Regions from separate parts of the Macaca mulatta genome. Here region 1 is linked to region 2. Evidence: chromatin contacts called from public Hi-C data. All regions are on one chromosome and are shown on one strand. Each heading gives the region's core, a stretch centred on a gene start, on an enhancer-like site or on the middle of the called end of the contact. The rest is flanking DNA. Distances are from core to core; before and after follow the strand shown.

Evidence for each region. Hi-C and Micro-C count contacts between places; a contact is called where the count stands out from the background.
Region 1: a contact with region 2 is called in a Hi-C map of fetal cortex germinal zone, with 3 times the contacts expected there. The contact joins the promoter of SKIL here to the promoter of ACTRT3 in region 2. A contact is called at or near these places in 2 of 14 Hi-C or Micro-C datasets (fetal cortex germinal zone and liver).

The regions. Positions count from the first base shown.
Region 1 is chr2:82,071,035-82,074,639 of T2T-MMU8v2.0, reverse strand. SKIL (SKI like proto-oncogene) reads right to left here and starts at 1,935. Exons shown (of 7, transcript XM_077991676.1): 1 at 1,843-1,935.
Region 2 is chr2:81,486,337-81,490,423 of T2T-MMU8v2.0, reverse strand. ACTRT3 (actin related protein T3) reads left to right here and starts at 1,474. Exons shown (of 2, transcript XM_001093250.5): 1 at 1,474-2,088; 2 at 3,235-4,087. The coding sequence starts at 1,700. TRNAV-AAC (transfer RNA valine (anticodon AAC)) reads right to left here and starts at 624; the gene lies at 552-624.

The DNA of each region.
Region 1 (3,605 bases), core at 686-3,185, 580 kb before region 2:
TTTTTTTTTTTTTAACGGAGTCCCGCTCTGTCACCCAGGCTGGAGTGCAGTGATCTCGGCTTACTGCAACCTCCGCCTCCCGGGTTCAAGCAATTTTCCTGTCTCAGCCTCCCGAGTAGCTGGGACTACAGGCGCAAGCCACGACGCCCAGCTAATTTTTTAGTATTTTTAGTTGAGTCGGGGTTTCACCATATTGGTCAGGCTGGTCTGGAACTCCAGACCACAGGTGATCCTCCCACCTGGGTCTCCCAAAGTGCGGGAAATACAGGTGTGAGACACCGCACCCGGCCGAAACCAGTTGCTCAATCTTAAACTGAGTTCACTTTACCAAAGGTGAAGCTTGAGTGATTTCTTTAAATCTAACACCAGTTTACTAGAAGAACATTCATTTAAATAGGAAAGCAATTTGGAGTTGGAGAAAGCTAGCAATAATACAACACAAAAGGCCATTCGAGTTCAGAACATGAAGACTCTTAAACAGATCATCTCAATCAGTACCAGAGGCTTTCTCAGTTATGCCATTTTAAGGGAGGAAAAAAATCCATTACTTCATCTCCTATTTAAAAAAAAAAAAAAAAAAACAGTTTCATCCAAAAAAATCAGATAGGAGTTAACATATCTACCATATGTAACCAAGTTACAATTTTAAGTGAATTAATTCAGCTAGTCCATGTACACTAATTTTCTGAAATAACTGTAGACAAAAATTAACTCTCTCTTTAAAAGGTTAGCGATTTTACTTAATGGAAGCCAAAAGCTATAGACTCCACACCTGGGAATCTCCAACCTTGAACAAGACTAATCCGGGACAAAAAGCACAAGGCAGACAAACCTCACAAAGAATGCAAATGGAGGAAGAGGGGAAAAGAAAAGACTCTTCTACTTCCTTCTTGAGAGAAAACCCAAAATAAATCCAATAAATAGAAATTTTTACTTCCCAAACTCTCAGCAATTTACCTTAAAACAGACCCAAAGGATTAAGGACCAATGCCACCAACCATCGTACAGATTTTTGTCCACCACGAGAACACACCTCAGTCAACACAGGCCAAGGAAGAGGGCAAGAGGCATGCCCTAGAATGCGGGAGCCCCTAAAACCCTGAAGTCCTCCGCCCACTCAAAGCCACCCACCTATCTCTAACCCGAAGAGGGGGAGAACAAGGGACACGGGAAGCCTGGGGGTGGGTGTGCAAGGGGGCGGAGGGAAGTAAAGGGAGGAGTCCCCCCACCCCCACCCGCGAGCCTGGGATAACCCCAAGTGCCCTCCCAACACCGCCCCCCCGCGGGGGCCGCGGGAAGGACTGTGGAAATCCCCCCCCCTCCGCGCGCCCACTCCCTGGGAAGTTCTCGGGTGTCACCTCAGCGACCCTAATGGTGCACCTCCCCCCGCCAGCCCCGGGCCAGAACGAAGAGGGCATTGGGGCAGTTCAGGCGCCGAGAGCGGATCCCCGCGCCGCCGGGGGCTGACGGACCGGGTCGAGACCAGGGCATCCCCGCGGAGCGCTGCTGGAGTGGGGGAGGGGGGCGGTGACGGGCGTCCGGGTCTCCGGGGTCCCCGCGGCTCCCGTCAAGTGCAGCGCCCTGCCCTGCCCGCGCCCACCGCCTGGGGCCAACGAAGCGTGATCAGCTGTGGGACACGCGCCTAGCGACCCCCTCTGGCCCCGACCCCCCCCCCGGGACCCGCGCATCCAAACCCCCTACTCGGGCCTCGGTGCCCGGGAAGCTCCACGAGCTTTGTGAACTCCCCACCGCCCCTGTCGCCACCGTCGGGCTCCCAGGAGGGTGAGCGCCTCTGGCCTCCCGCCGCCTCCGCCGCGTCCCAGCCGTGAGCCGGAGCCGCACCTGTGCCCGCCGCCGCCGTCGCCGCTCGCCCGCTCCCTTCGGCTGTGCCGGCGCCGCTCCGAACCCCACACACATCGCTACACACAGCCCTCTGACGTCACCGAGTCCTCGGCCCGCCCACGTCACTGCGGAGACACACGGCTTCCCGCAGACGCCGCCGCCGTCTCCGGCCGCCCGGGGGAGAGCGAGGGCGGCGGGGAGGGGGAGGGGAAGGGAACGAAGCCAGCGGCGGCGCCGCGCGCGCGGGACCGCCGGCGTCTCCGCCGCCGCCGCCGCCACTTCGCGGCTCCCGACCCCCTCGGGGACGCGCGCGCCGTCTGGCCTATTGTAGCTCCTCAGGGCACCCCCCGGCCCAGTCGTCTCGCGCGCGTGCCCCTCCCCCCAGGCGCGCGCCCGGCGCTTCTGGCCCCGCGCGCCGTCTGGGCGGCTGGCGCGCGGCGCTGTCTGCGGTGCACCCGGCGCAGACAGGATGTTCCCTCCCCACCCCACCCTCACCGCCGCCCTCCCTCCTTCCTTCCTTCCTTTAGTCGCCCAGCCGGCTGTCTGGGGCCACCGCCCCGCCCCCGCCCCACCCGCCGCTCTGTGGTGATGGGCCAGACCCGGGGGCGCCCTGGCCGCTCGGACGCCGCGCAGCGGGGAAGAGGGGGCAGGGCAGCCACGCCGTGCACTGTGCGCGACCCCAGCAGCCGGCAGGGCGGAGGCAGTGCTCGCCCGGCAGAGCGCCGCCGCCCGAGGTCAGGCACGGGCGACCCTCCCCCTGCTGGGCCGCAGCTGGGCCGCCCCGCCCCGGAGGCAGCCGGGCGGCGGCCGCCCTGCAGGGCCCCGGGGGCCGGCTCTGCTCCCCGCCCCCGCGGGACCTCCCTCCTGGGCTGCCCCTCGCCCCCTCGGGGCCTCCTGCCCAAGGGCCGCCCAGCCAGCTGCCGGCGCTCCGCCCCGCCCCGGCGGCCCCGGCCTCGCCCGAGCGGCCTCCACCCAGACGCCTTCCCCTGGCTGACCTCCATCCGCCATCGGGTCGGGCGGGAGGGGTGGCCAAAGTTCTGGCAAAACCGAGAGCAAACATTTCTATCCCTGCTCCCCAGCCTCCTGCCTCCACCCCACCAGGCTGCTCTCTCGGTTCCAGAAGGGAGCTATAAATTACAGGTTTTTACAGTGTTTACTGAGGCCTTTTTCTTTTTTTTTTTTGGAGAGTGACGAGACGAGGTTGGGAATATAGGACTCAAGAGCTTTCCGGCTGTGACCCTCTGAGGCGTGTAGGGTGGTCTTCCTGGTTCCCAGGGTAGCCGATTAGCATATTGAACTCTGCAGAGCTGCTCCGTCACATTTCGAAACACCAAGAAATCCCCTTTTCTCCACCCCACCACAAGATCGGGAACTGAAATAGTCCACCGAGTAGCAGTGCACAGAATTCAGGAGACTCGAGCTTTGTCCCTTTTTTTCCCCCATTTTCGTCCAATTTCTTCTAGTTTTACTGCCTCGAGTTATTCCTATGGGGGCCCACATTTGGAGTCGGCCGGCTGGAAATACTTGTGCTCGTATATTTTTTTTATTATTATTTCCTCACAACAGGCCTCCGAAAGGCTCACAAGCCTCCCAATCCCCACCACTCGCTGCACCTCCACCCAAGTTCCCTTCCTTAGGCCCCCACCGCCGAGCTCCCAGGTCGTGCCCCCTCTCCACCCCGCCCCCCTTTTCTTCCTTCTTGACTGCCTCCTTTCCTGAACATGAATAATTCCACAGCACTTCCCATCTGTTATTGCCATAGA
Region 2 (4,087 bases), core at 225-2,724:
ACCCCCTGTTTTTTTTGTGCCCCAGCCAACTGTGGCTCAGCTTCCAAGATGCCCTTACCTGGTGACAGAAGTCTGGGATGCACGAAAGCGGAGCAGCTGGGCACAGTGGGCATGCGCAACATTAGAGGAAGGTGGGCTTTATACCGGAAAAGGTTTTCCTGCGTCTGGAGTAGAAGATTTTTAATACGATTATTTACATACACTTCAGACGAAAAACCAAGTGACATAATACAAAAACGCTCAGGAGGCGACAGGACTAACCACTTTTACACTTTGATCTTTCCTTCTAGGCTGTACAGTATTCTTTATGTATTAGCTGGTGAGTCAAATTCATTTTTTAAAACCCGGGGCACGTGTTCCACGTGGCAAGGCTTCCATAAAAACATTTGGTGAACGAATAAAGTAACATAAAAACTTACGGTTCAAACTCTCAAATTGCTATCAAGATCATGTCTTTTGAAAGACCGATATATATTAATCTCACGCTGACCTCAAAAAAAAAAAGTGATCTCACGCTTTCTTTCAAGCAAAGAAAAGAACGTCTGTCGAGCTGTTTCCGCCCGGTTTCGAACCGGGGACCTTTCGCGTGTTAGGCGAACGTGATAACCACTACACTACGGAAACCCCGCTGCATGGTTTTTGTTGTGGAGTCCTTGATATATATATGTGTCAATTCGCAATTCCAAGTGAAAAATCTATGCCCAATTGGTGGAGCGAAACCGTTTCAAAAGCTTGAATCTGCATGCACTTTCTTCCAAAGCGCCTGGGTACCGCGGTAGAAACCAGGCACTCCCGAGTTGCCCTTCCTTTGGGTGCACTTTTTTTTTTTTTGCCTCCTGGGAAAGAAGGTTTTATTATACATCCTTTCCGCAGGTTCAGCTGCTCAGACTCCGGGGCGAAGCAGGCAACTTTCGTTATTTAGCCGCGAAAAAGCCATCCTTTCAGCTGCTGGTGGAAGGACGTGTAAAATTACTTTTGAATTTCCTCCTTTTGCTTATGAAGACCAAGCAGAGGTTCTAAATTGACTGCTTATTTTAAAATTCTCTACAGGGTATGCAGAATCAGACACCAAGATGCGTTTATTGACAAGCAATGTACTTTTAAATTTTTCCAAACTTGAATTTCCTATGACCTGAGAAACTTCACTTTTCCTCCAAAAAGGCGGGCACGTCCTTCAGTCTAAAAATCAAGAGTAGGGAATGAGGCTTGCAGATTACACCAGAAGGATATAATTCGAATTAATATAATTCGAGGAACTACTATTTTAATTGCGTATATTTTGCTTGGAAATCACAGGAAGAAACACAACAAAGCATTGCCCAGTGTACAGAAAAAATAACAAACGTACTTAAAACTCATTTAAATTCTAGCATTTTTCTCCTTATTTTAGAAGTTTAACGTTTCAGAAGCAGACACTGCCTCCCTTCCTGCGACAACTTTCCCCTTTTAAGTCTCATTTTTCCCCAGTTTCAAGGGCGAATTCTAGAACTCCCCGGAACCGCCACCAGTTAAGCAGAATTCAGTGGCTTTGGAAAATAAAACTGCTTTTATAGCTCTTCTGGGTATTTGAGAAATGCACTTGTTAAGTGTTAGAGTTGAATCTTTTGATGGGAAAGTCGGGTTTTCCTGATACTAGGATTCCGGGATTCCAGGGGTTGGGGTGGCCCAGTTCCTGCGAGAAGCAATAGCGGGCGGTGACATGAGGAGCACAGTGCGTCCAGCGAGTCCTTGCGCCTGGGGGCCTCCCGAACCCCCGCCTGCGCCCCAGGACTCGAGCCTCACTGGGCCGTGCCGGGGCCTCTGTGACGCGGCGTTTCAGGCAGTCGGCCCCGGCAGAGCCCGCAGCCAGAGCGGCCCAGAGACAGGAGGCGGCGGCGGCAGCGGCGGCATGAACCACTGCCAGCTTCCGGTGGTGATCGACAACGGCTCGGGAGTGATCAAGGCGGGCCTGGCTGGGAGCAGGGAGCCCCAGTTTATCTACCCGAACATCATCGGCCGCGCCAAGGGCCAGAGCCGCGCGGCGCCGGGCGGGTTAGAACTCTGCGTGGGTGACCAAGCTCAGGACTGGAGGAGCTCGCTGTCCATCAGGTACCTCCTTCTCCCAGCAAGACTGGTGGGGCTGGGGAGGTTGTAGGGGAGTGGGGCTGGGGAGGTTGTGTGGGGTGGGGCTGGGGAGGCTGGGGAGGTGGGACTGGGGAGGTTGTGTGAGGTGGGACTGGGGAGGTTGTGGGGGGCGGGGCTGGGGGGTTGGGGGACGGGGCTGGGGAGGTTGCGGTGGGCGGGGCTGGGGAGGTTGAGGGGGCGGGGCTGGGGAGGTTGCGGGGGGCGGGGCTGGGGAGGTTGGGGGTGGGGCTGGGGTTGGGTTGGCTGGGGGCGGGGGTACTGGGGGTGTTGGGGTGGGGCAGGGAAGAACCCCAAAGGAGGTGCGCAATGGGGACAGAAAGGATAAGGAAGCAGGGAGCAGGAAAACCCCAGCCAGCTGGAGTTACTACAAACGCGCGGGCCACAAATCTCCATGGGTACCACACATCTAAAAAATTGAACATTTTGCTCTCTGTGGCTATCAAATGCATTCAAACGTATAAAGTTATCCAACGAATTCATTTAAGAATATTAACTCGGCCGGGCGCGGTGGCTCAAGCCTGTAATCCCAGCACTTTGGGAGGCCGAGATGGGCGGATCACGAGGTCAGGAGATCGAGACCATCCTGGCTAACCAGGTGAAACCCCGTCTCTACTAAGAAAACACAACGGGTGAGGTGGTGGGTGCCTGTAGTCCCAGCTACTCGGGAGGCTGAGGCAGGAGAATGGCGTGAACCTGGGAGGCGGAGCTTACAGTGAGCTGAGATGGCGCCACTGCACTCCAGCCTGGGTGACAGAGTGAGACTCCGTCTCCAAAACAAACAAACAAACAAAAAAGAATATTAACTCATGGTTCCTTTTGTCACTTGGGTTATTCTCTTCAATTGACACTTAAACTATACTATAATGTGGACATTTCCCAATTTTTTAAAAGTCACAAACTTCCAAAGGAGAGAGAAAATAGAAAGCAACAAAAATTGCAGAGGTAAGTAGCTGTGCTAATTTTTGCTGACATTTACCTTCTGTGAGAGGCTGTGGCAGTTATTGCCCATAAAGGGATATTGGTAATAAACACGGGGAATTAACTGAGGGTCAAAGACAATAGAACTAGAAAAATAAAAAGCTGTCATTGATCTTAGTGCTCTCCCTACAGTTACCCAGTGGAGCGTGGTCTCATTACTTCATGGGATGACATGGAGATCATGTGGAAGCATATCTATGACTATAACCTAAAGCTGAAGCCGTGTGATGGCCCAGTCTTGATTACTGAGCCAGCCCTGAACCCACTGGCCAACCGGCAACAGATCGTGGAAGTGTTTTTTGAGCATCTGGGTGTTCCTGCCTTCTATATGTCCATCCAGGCTGTGCTGGCTCTCTTTGCTGCTGGCTTCACTACTGGTCTTGTGCTGGATTCAGGTGCTGGGGTTACCCAGAGTGTGCCCATCTTTGAGGGTTACTGTCTGCCTCATGGTGTGCAGCAATTGGATCTGGCGGGCCTTGACCTCACCAACTACCTCATGGTGCTAATGAAGAACCATGGTATCATGTTGCTTAGTGCTTCGGACAGAAAGATTGTTGAAGACATCAAGGAGACCTTTTGTTATGTGGCAATGAACTACGAAGAGGAAATGGCCAAGAAACCTGATTGTCTAGAGAAAGTTTACCAACTACCTGATGGGCAGGTCGTCCGGCTCCATGACCAGCTCTTTTCTTGTCCAGAGGCCCTCTTCTCTCCATGTTGTATGAACCTTGAGGCCCCTGGCATTGATAAGATATGCCTTAGCAGCATAATGAAATGTGATACAGGCCTGAGGAATTCCTTCTTTTCCAATATTATCCTTGCCGGGGGATCAACCTCTTTCCCTGGTTTAGACAAGCGGCTAGTTAAGGATATAGCAAAGATGGCTCCTGCTAACACCGCTGTGCAAGTTATAGCTCCCCCAGAAAGGAAAATATCAGTGTGGATGGGAGGTTCTATTCTTGCATCCTTGTCTGCCTTCCAGGAC